Regions from separate parts of the Mus musculus genome. Here region 2 is linked to region 1. A link is a contact called in public Hi-C data. All regions are on one chromosome and are shown on one strand. The core of a region is the stretch at or near the end of the contact, and the rest is flanking DNA. Distances in the headings are between cores, read along the strand shown.

Region 1 (3,630 bases), core at 797-3,296:
TGAGGTAGAGGATATTGAAAAATTGGAGGAAAGTGAATTTTAACTACTGTTGCTTAACAACAGAGTCATGGAGGAGAAGCCTTTCTCGGAGAGCCAGGCATTACGATATGGGGATGAGGAGTCTCCCCACAGATCCACCCTACAAAACACTGGGATATAAACACTCTTTCAGGTTGACTAGCCAAGGAAGAGGGAGTCCTAAGCCACGGATGAGACAGCACCCGTCCGTCCTGGGAGACTCTGGAGTGGAGGCCGTGCTTTGATAGGAGCTTCATGCTCTCAGCACCTGAGCAGAAGGCACTGCTGTTAGTGAGCTGTGGGGACAATGGCAGCACCTGCAGGTCAGAATAAATGATGCAGCACTAGATGCTGATTGGTTTGTTTGAGACAATGTAGAACTGACTCATAGGAAGGCTTACCGAGGACCAGGCTCTAAACTGAGGCCCATCTTCATGAACGATTCAGTTCGACCTCTTTAGCATATAGGATGAATATATGCATATGATACAGAATATTTCAGTTGACCTCTTTAGCATATAGAATGAATATATATATATGATATAGAATATACCTATATAACAGCCATAATGAGAAAAGCCCCCTCAAGTCACCAGAGAAGGGGTCCTGAATCCCTGAAACTGGCAAGAAGCAATGAGCTAAAAGATGAGACGAAGCCAGGTCACCATCGGGGCTGGAATGGGGCCAGTAAGCAGACCAGTGAAGCAGAAAGGGCAGCAGTGAGGCGGTAAGGATGGGAGTCAGGGTCCTGGTGAGTGGTTTATCTTGCAGTATCTTTCTGTTAGTGATATTTTAAAGTGAGTAAGCAAAATAACTTCTTTTTAAAATTATGTTTGTTTAGTTTGCAATCATGGTCCTATCAAAGGGGAAGAGGGAAGATGAGGAGAGAGAGAGAATCCCAGACATTGTGAATCACGTCCATAATCTCAGCACTGACAACTGTTGTGATTTTTAAAGTCAGCCTAGGCTAAACAGTGGGTTCTAGGACAGCTAGACTGTCTCAAAATGCTACCCATCACCACCTCACTCCATCCCCACCAAATCTCTCTCCTGTATCCTAACCGTATCTATCCAGTCTCAAGACTTTCCAATAGCACAGCCTAGGAAAGTCAGGTCAATACTATCAATGCCGTCATCTCCACATACCACCAAGTTTGGAAATGTCATTTCTGTCAAAATATGTCCAGGCTTCCTAACACTGAATACTGCTATGACAAAGTCAGACTATAGAGCCCATTTTTTTTTTGACTCACTAGTATTCAAAGTTATCAGTCTTACCTGTAGAGCCCTTGATGGAGTTGTGTTTCCCATTTTCTTCATCCTGGGCTCATTTCCAAGTGACTGGGAGTTCATGTTGTACTTTTTGTAATTCAGACAGAATAAACTGCTCTCCCTCTCCCTGGCTCCTAGTTATCTATACTGCCTATGCCATCCTTGCCCAGCTCCATGGCCTTCCCCAGGCCTAGCCTTGCTTTCTCCCCTATTCTTGTTTTGACAAACCTGTTCCTTGCCCTAGAAGAACCATGCTTGCATGCCTGATGGGGATCATCATTTAAAAAAAAAATAAACCAGCATTGGAGTATGGCTTTCAGTGGCAGGGATGTGAAGACCAGGAGTTAAAGGCCACCTGGAACTACATAAGAAGACTCTAACTAAAAAATAATAATAATATTACAAACAAATAAAAGCAGACTGTAAAGGAGTCGATAATGAAAGCTAGAAAACAACTTTGTGCCAAGAAAATAATTCAGACTCACATAAGAGCTTGTCCCAGGGAGGTCACCATAAAATTGATAAAGCTAAGACACATGGTGACTGACATAGCTTAAAAGTCAAGGTAGGAGGAGAGGAGGTCAAGGGTAGAGAGCTTAGTCTGAACAATGACTTCAACGTGCACAGGGTATTTCAAAAAACTAGTATTGTGCCAAGCTCGATTCCAAAGCACAATTCCCTCCCTCCCCCAGTAGCACGACACGCCAAGTCCACAGATGAGGAACTGAACGCACAGTTCCTGTTAACGACTTGGGCAACGTTCCTTGCTGTGGTCATTAACTAGGAGGGCACTTACACAGAAGTGGGGAGGTTTAGGAGCAGTGTTCAGAGCTTAGCTTTAGACATTTTAAAGTCTGGAGACTAGTCATTACCCACCATGCCAGGCCCACCCCTCCTGCTAGCCAGTATCTGTCCAGAGAAATGCCATGCAGGGCTTTTACCAATCTGGCACTTGGGCCTCTGTAAATTAGTTCTCCACCAGAGCTAGGATCCAAAGGAAAAATGGCCATTTGCCAAGTCTATTCTGATTTCTGTAGTGTAAATATCTATACTATTTCCCATTTCAAAGCACTGATTGATTTTGATCAATGAGGGGATTGCTGCGTGTTCTCCATCCATGCTGGGCTGTACCACTCGCTGACTCGGGCATTTAGAATAACTTAAAAGTCCCAGCAAATATCCAGCTATGAAAATTCAAGGCTGCCAAGTGGGAAGGAGAATTTATGGTTGTTGCTGTGCCCAAAGTAGTTATGAAAATAATTTAGACTTGGACTGGAGATTGCATTATAGATTATAAAGAATAAACAGATTAAATTCAAGGATGTGGACCAACAGGGGCTGGGGTAGCAGCTGATTCTCAGCTCTGACAGAGGGTGGAGGTGCAGACAACTGTGTCATAAATCTCAAGATTTCAAAGACAGACTAATCCATCAGAAGAAGCCCCGGAAGTAGGTGGAAGAAGAAATGCAGGCATGATCAAAAGAGGTGTCAGAGGTCTCCAGTGGGAGGCAACATCCGTGTCCTTGTGTCCTGCATTTTTTCAAGTAAATCCTCTAAGCCACCAACTGCAGAACTCTAGTGGGCAATTAAAATAACTCTCTCAAACAAAAAGTCCAGTGGCCAGATGTGGAATATCCCATCTTCCAGATGATCAGGAGGGTTCCAGACATACGAAAAACCAAAAAGCAAGAAACAAACAAAAATAATAACAAAAGCAGGCTATTGCCATTGTTCTTAGTAGCCCACAAGAACTTGGTGGTAAGTCTCTATTGCTGGAGACTTCACACACTTTCGTCACAGCTTGTGGTGAAACAAATTGGTACTGACCTGGAGGCTTATGATTGACTAGAGTTTTCAGTGCTGAAAGATGCGATGCAGGCTGCTGAGGGAGAAAAGTCACCAACAATTTTGCACTGCTGTGAACCCTGAGAGCTACAGTAACAACCAGCCTGGCAAGAGATGCTTACTGGAGTGATAGTGCCATGAATAGTATTGGGATAACCAGACACTTTCTGATCAGACTAAGGCCTGTCCCAGAGGAATGAATGAAAATCTCTACTGCAAAACTTGCCAAAACCCCATCACTGGGGAGGTTATAGAGAGAACCTGTTACTATTATTCTGCTAAATAGGCAGAATATCAGATGATCTTATAAATCCTTAGCCTTGTGCCCTTAGATTAAAACAGCTCTCAGCCTCATCAGAGAGTCTCTTTTTGCAATGGGCATCAATTAACAGAGAGACTCAAAACTGGAGAAAGTAAAAAGAAGAAGTGCCTGTAGAGTAGTCAACCCTAAATAAGACATCTGTGTCACACCCTGGCCTGACCCTGACAAGGGTT
Region 2 (3,675 bases), core at 1,115-3,614, 1.2 Mb before region 1:
ATTCTTTAACCTGCTATCAGCTCCAGTACAAAGACCTAAGTGTCACACAAACTGTGGAAATCAATTTTGGTGGCTAGGCTATCATGAGAGTAGCAGAGGGCAGTTTGTCCCCAAGCCTCAGAGGCTCCTGTATGGAATGGTTAACAAATTGATCTACAAAAAGCCGGCACCAGTCCTCAACTTTGTAATCACCTCGAAAGAAATTCATCTTTGTTTATTAATCTCTAATTGATTTAAATTCTCAAAATAAACTGCACAGAACTTTTGTTTTATCTGATTTCAACTTTTTTTTCCTACCATCAAAATTTAATATAAAAATCTCAGGGACAACTATATTCATTTTCCAATTTTTTTTGAGTATAAAGAACATTGATTAAATTAGTATAAAAAGAACAGCTCCTGTGTCTTTCATCTCTATTGAAGATAATTATTTATCAAGTAAACATACTAAATTTTGCCTTCTTATGAAAACACTAAAGGAAATCTTAAGAATGAAATGTTTGGAATACAAACAAAAAGCCAAAGCATAATGTTTAAGTTACAGAGCTCAAAACAGAAAGATGACTCTTAAATATTTTGGGCTCTGTCTTCTGAGTTGAAGGATTTACACAGTCAAGCTCCATTGGTTCACTTGGGAGTTACTCTTTATATTATTTTTTCTTTTATTCTTCAAGAGAAAAACTCTGCCTACCAACCCCAGCCCCCTCCCCGCCTCCCACCCCCACCCCCACCCCACCCCTGCACCAAAGATCATGGCCTTCAAATCACAGCTTTGTTGAGAAACCTTTTGACACTGAGTCACAGGACCCTCGCTCAAAGAGCAAAATCTAATGGACAAAATGTTTAACATGCTCAGTAAATTGGATACTTGCCAGAGAGTTGTTTTTAATACTGGAATCAGCTAAGGAATTGGTAACATCAGAAAGAATCCCAGAAGAACTTGGACCTTTGAAAGGCATCCATCAGAATTTACATCTGATGTCATAGCACACCACAGATGTGACACACTGTTTTCAAAGGGAAATGTTTCCAATACCACTGTATTGGTACCATGCTTTTCACTCTGGTATTATTCTTGCTTAAATTATTACATGCATTCATCCTGTGAAAGCAGAAAGAGGGGACAGACTCCCAGTAATACCTCTCATATGCTTTCTTCTTTAGAAATTTACCAGAAGGTAACATATATAGATATTTGCGGTACAAACGGCAGTGAATATGCGTGCTTACCAAAAGTATGTGAGTCAGTGTTTGCAAGGAGATGAAACAGGAGCCAAGAGTTTAAATAAGATGTAACGCACAACCGGCCAAGAATTACCTGTGCTTCTCTGAAGCAGTTCATGTTCAGTGGCTAATCAGCACAGGACATCTAAGTCCTTACTGAGCCCAGGCCTGCAGAGGGCCAGAGTGCAAATACTGACACACAGTTCCCATGGCAGCACAAAGCCAGGCTACCTCTCCACAAACTGTCACAGCTTCTAACTGTGGCTGACTTCAAATCTGAATATGATTCATTAATGAGTGATTCTCCATATGAAGAAAGGAAAGTAACGGGAACTAAAGGTCTGGTTTTGTGGGTCCCAAACATTGTGCTGCTTTCTACAAAGCACAAGCCTGTGCTACCTAGGCACTTATGTAAATAGCAGTGTGTTTTTAGTTTGCTTGTGACACCATAAATATTGGCATACTGAACATGTGCTTCCTGCCATGAATTCTGAACTCTCTCCCCAGGGTCTGCTTCTGTTCTGTCCACATGCCAGAGCTACAGAAGACTCTCCCATAATCTCATACGTTCAGAGCTGAGAAAATCAACTTCACTTCCAAGGAGGAAGAAGACATTTCCTTCAAGTGGCTTTAAAATAAAGAAACAAACATCAAAAACATTTACAATATTTTTGCATTCCAAAGGATAAATTAGAATTGTCAATTTCAAGACTCAAGGGCACAAAGAGAAAACTAAAACTAAGAAGAAAACACCTGAGTTGCATCTTATGTTAACTGGAAATTTCAGAAAGGGAAGAGAATCCAAAAGTTAAAGTTTTTGCAAATAGACTTTTGGTAGATCACGCTCTTCTCTGAAAAAAATCAACTGTAATGACACATTATCACAAAGTTCACAGTTTAGAAGTGTTTTTTTTTTTCCTGGAAATAATGCATTTCTGTTTTCTGGTTGAGGAAATGATATTCTAAGTAGTCATCATTATAATCTGCCCATTGGGTTCTTTGTGCATCAATTTTATTCAGTCTAAGCAGAAAGACTGAGGTCATCCTGTGGGTCCCCTTTTAGTTCCTCAAAATCAAGCCAGACAGTAGCTACATCTCTCAGTTGTGTAATAAGGCATATGACTCAAAGATCACAGATGATGGCTTAAGGATCCCAAGATCCTTAAGCCAGCAGCATAGCAGCAGGGCAGGCTGTGCTCTGTCTATATGTTATTTGTATTTTACTCAAGACCTACTATCTGAAGCACTGTGCTAACAATTATTCAAGGTTTTATTGACTGACACTTAAAACTTATGGAAGATAAGAGCCATTGATATTTCAAAACCACAATTACAAGTGGTGACTATTGGGAACTTTTGAGAACAGCAGACTGAGAAATAAGAAAGGCTTTTAGCACAGCCCCAGGAAAAATGGCCCTTAATGCTTGTAGGTTTTGAAGATGTGTGAAGAACGTCAGTCACAAGGGCTAACTAAATGGGCCATATTGTCAGCAGCTGGCAACTAAACTGGGGTTTGTACTCTGTCCAGCTCCCGTCTCTCTGTGGACAATCACTCTGATAGATCGATCTTCTTGCTAACAAAAAAAAAAAAAAACAAACGTATGTTAAGGAAATCTAACTTTAAAAAGCAGCATCATATACACAAAAAGATAACCCTGGGAGGTTATGAATGGGCTAGCTGCTGTGTGGTAGTGATTTTTCCAGTAAACACACATAGCAAAACATTGAATTGAATATAGCAAATACACTGATTTTTTTAAATTTATCAACTACATCTGATAAAATTGTGGAAAATAGAGGATGCTAAACTGATGTCATGAAATATTAAGTATATATTTTAAGACTGAATCAGATTAGGAACCTAATCTAAATCTAAAGGCTGGAAACCTTCAATAGCTTATTAGGGCCAATAGCATCCACATATGTCCTATTGACTGTCGTGATATGTCAACTATAGCCCTTCATAATTAAAACATAGCTTTTCAGTCCTATTTTTTTCTGTAGACATATCAAGGACCCTATCCTTTCTGGCCCTCCAGTAAGAAGCAGTCTGGGGCAGACATGAAGAGAACTATTCATAGTACATCAGGGCCAGTGATTTGGACTCTCCCGCTCAAGCCTGGCAACAGAAGTTTGGTCCTCAAAACTTAAATCAATTCTCCTGCCTCAGCATCCCTAGTGCTAGGATTATAGGCATATGCTATCACCATAATGTCTGGCCTTCAAAACCCATGCAAAGATGAAAGAAGATAACTGACTACACAAAGTTGTCTTCTAATCTCGACACGTGCGTGCACACACAGTTTACACAACAACAAAAATGAGCAACACATGACAATGAGCTAGAAAATCAAGATCAGGAAGAATGCACAGTCCCTAGCATTTCTTGATGCATAACAAGTATGGAAGCCAAAATGTTGACCATTGTTATGTATGAAACTTGCCCCTCCC

What was found. A called contact is a pair of places that touch in the nucleus more often than the background predicts.
Region 2: a Hi-C map of bone marrow-derived macrophages shows a contact between it and region 1, with 4 times the contacts expected there. The contact joins two enhancer-like sites. A contact is called at or near these places in 15 of 39 promoter capture datasets (the 3T3-L1 cell line, 3T3-L1-derived adipocytes, the C10 cell line and 9 more), 1 of 15 datasets of contacts at CTCF or cohesin (large pre-B cells), 4 of 484 Hi-C or Micro-C datasets (the AML12 cell line, bone marrow-derived macrophages, embryonic fibroblasts and 1 more), 9 of 115 datasets of contacts at active chromatin or transcription factors (the NIH/3T3 cell line, bone marrow-derived macrophages, cardiomyocytes and 5 more) and 1 of 9 other capture datasets (adipose tissue).

The regions. Positions count from the first base shown.
Region 1 is chr3:79,863,382-79,867,011 of GRCm38.p6, reverse strand. All of the region lies in intron 1 of Gm36569 (a long non-coding RNA gene), which reads left to right. Among named protein-coding and RNA genes, the nearest start is that of Gm40073, 12 kb to the right of the region's middle. Within about 2 kb of position 2,046, at least 23 of the 459 cell types and tissues checked have an H3K27ac peak or open chromatin away from gene starts, as enhancers often do. A contact at or near this core is called in adipose tissue and bone marrow-derived macrophages, where this site is marked.
Region 2 is chr3:81,050,345-81,054,019 of GRCm38.p6, reverse strand. The region is part of intron 1 of Pdgfc (platelet-derived growth factor, C polypeptide); the gene reads right to left. Among named protein-coding and RNA genes, the nearest start is that of Pdgfc, 16 kb to the right of the region's middle. Within about 2 kb of position 2,364, at least 35 of the 459 cell types and tissues checked have an H3K27ac peak or open chromatin away from gene starts, as enhancers often do. A contact at or near this core is called in adipose tissue and bone marrow-derived macrophages, where this site is marked.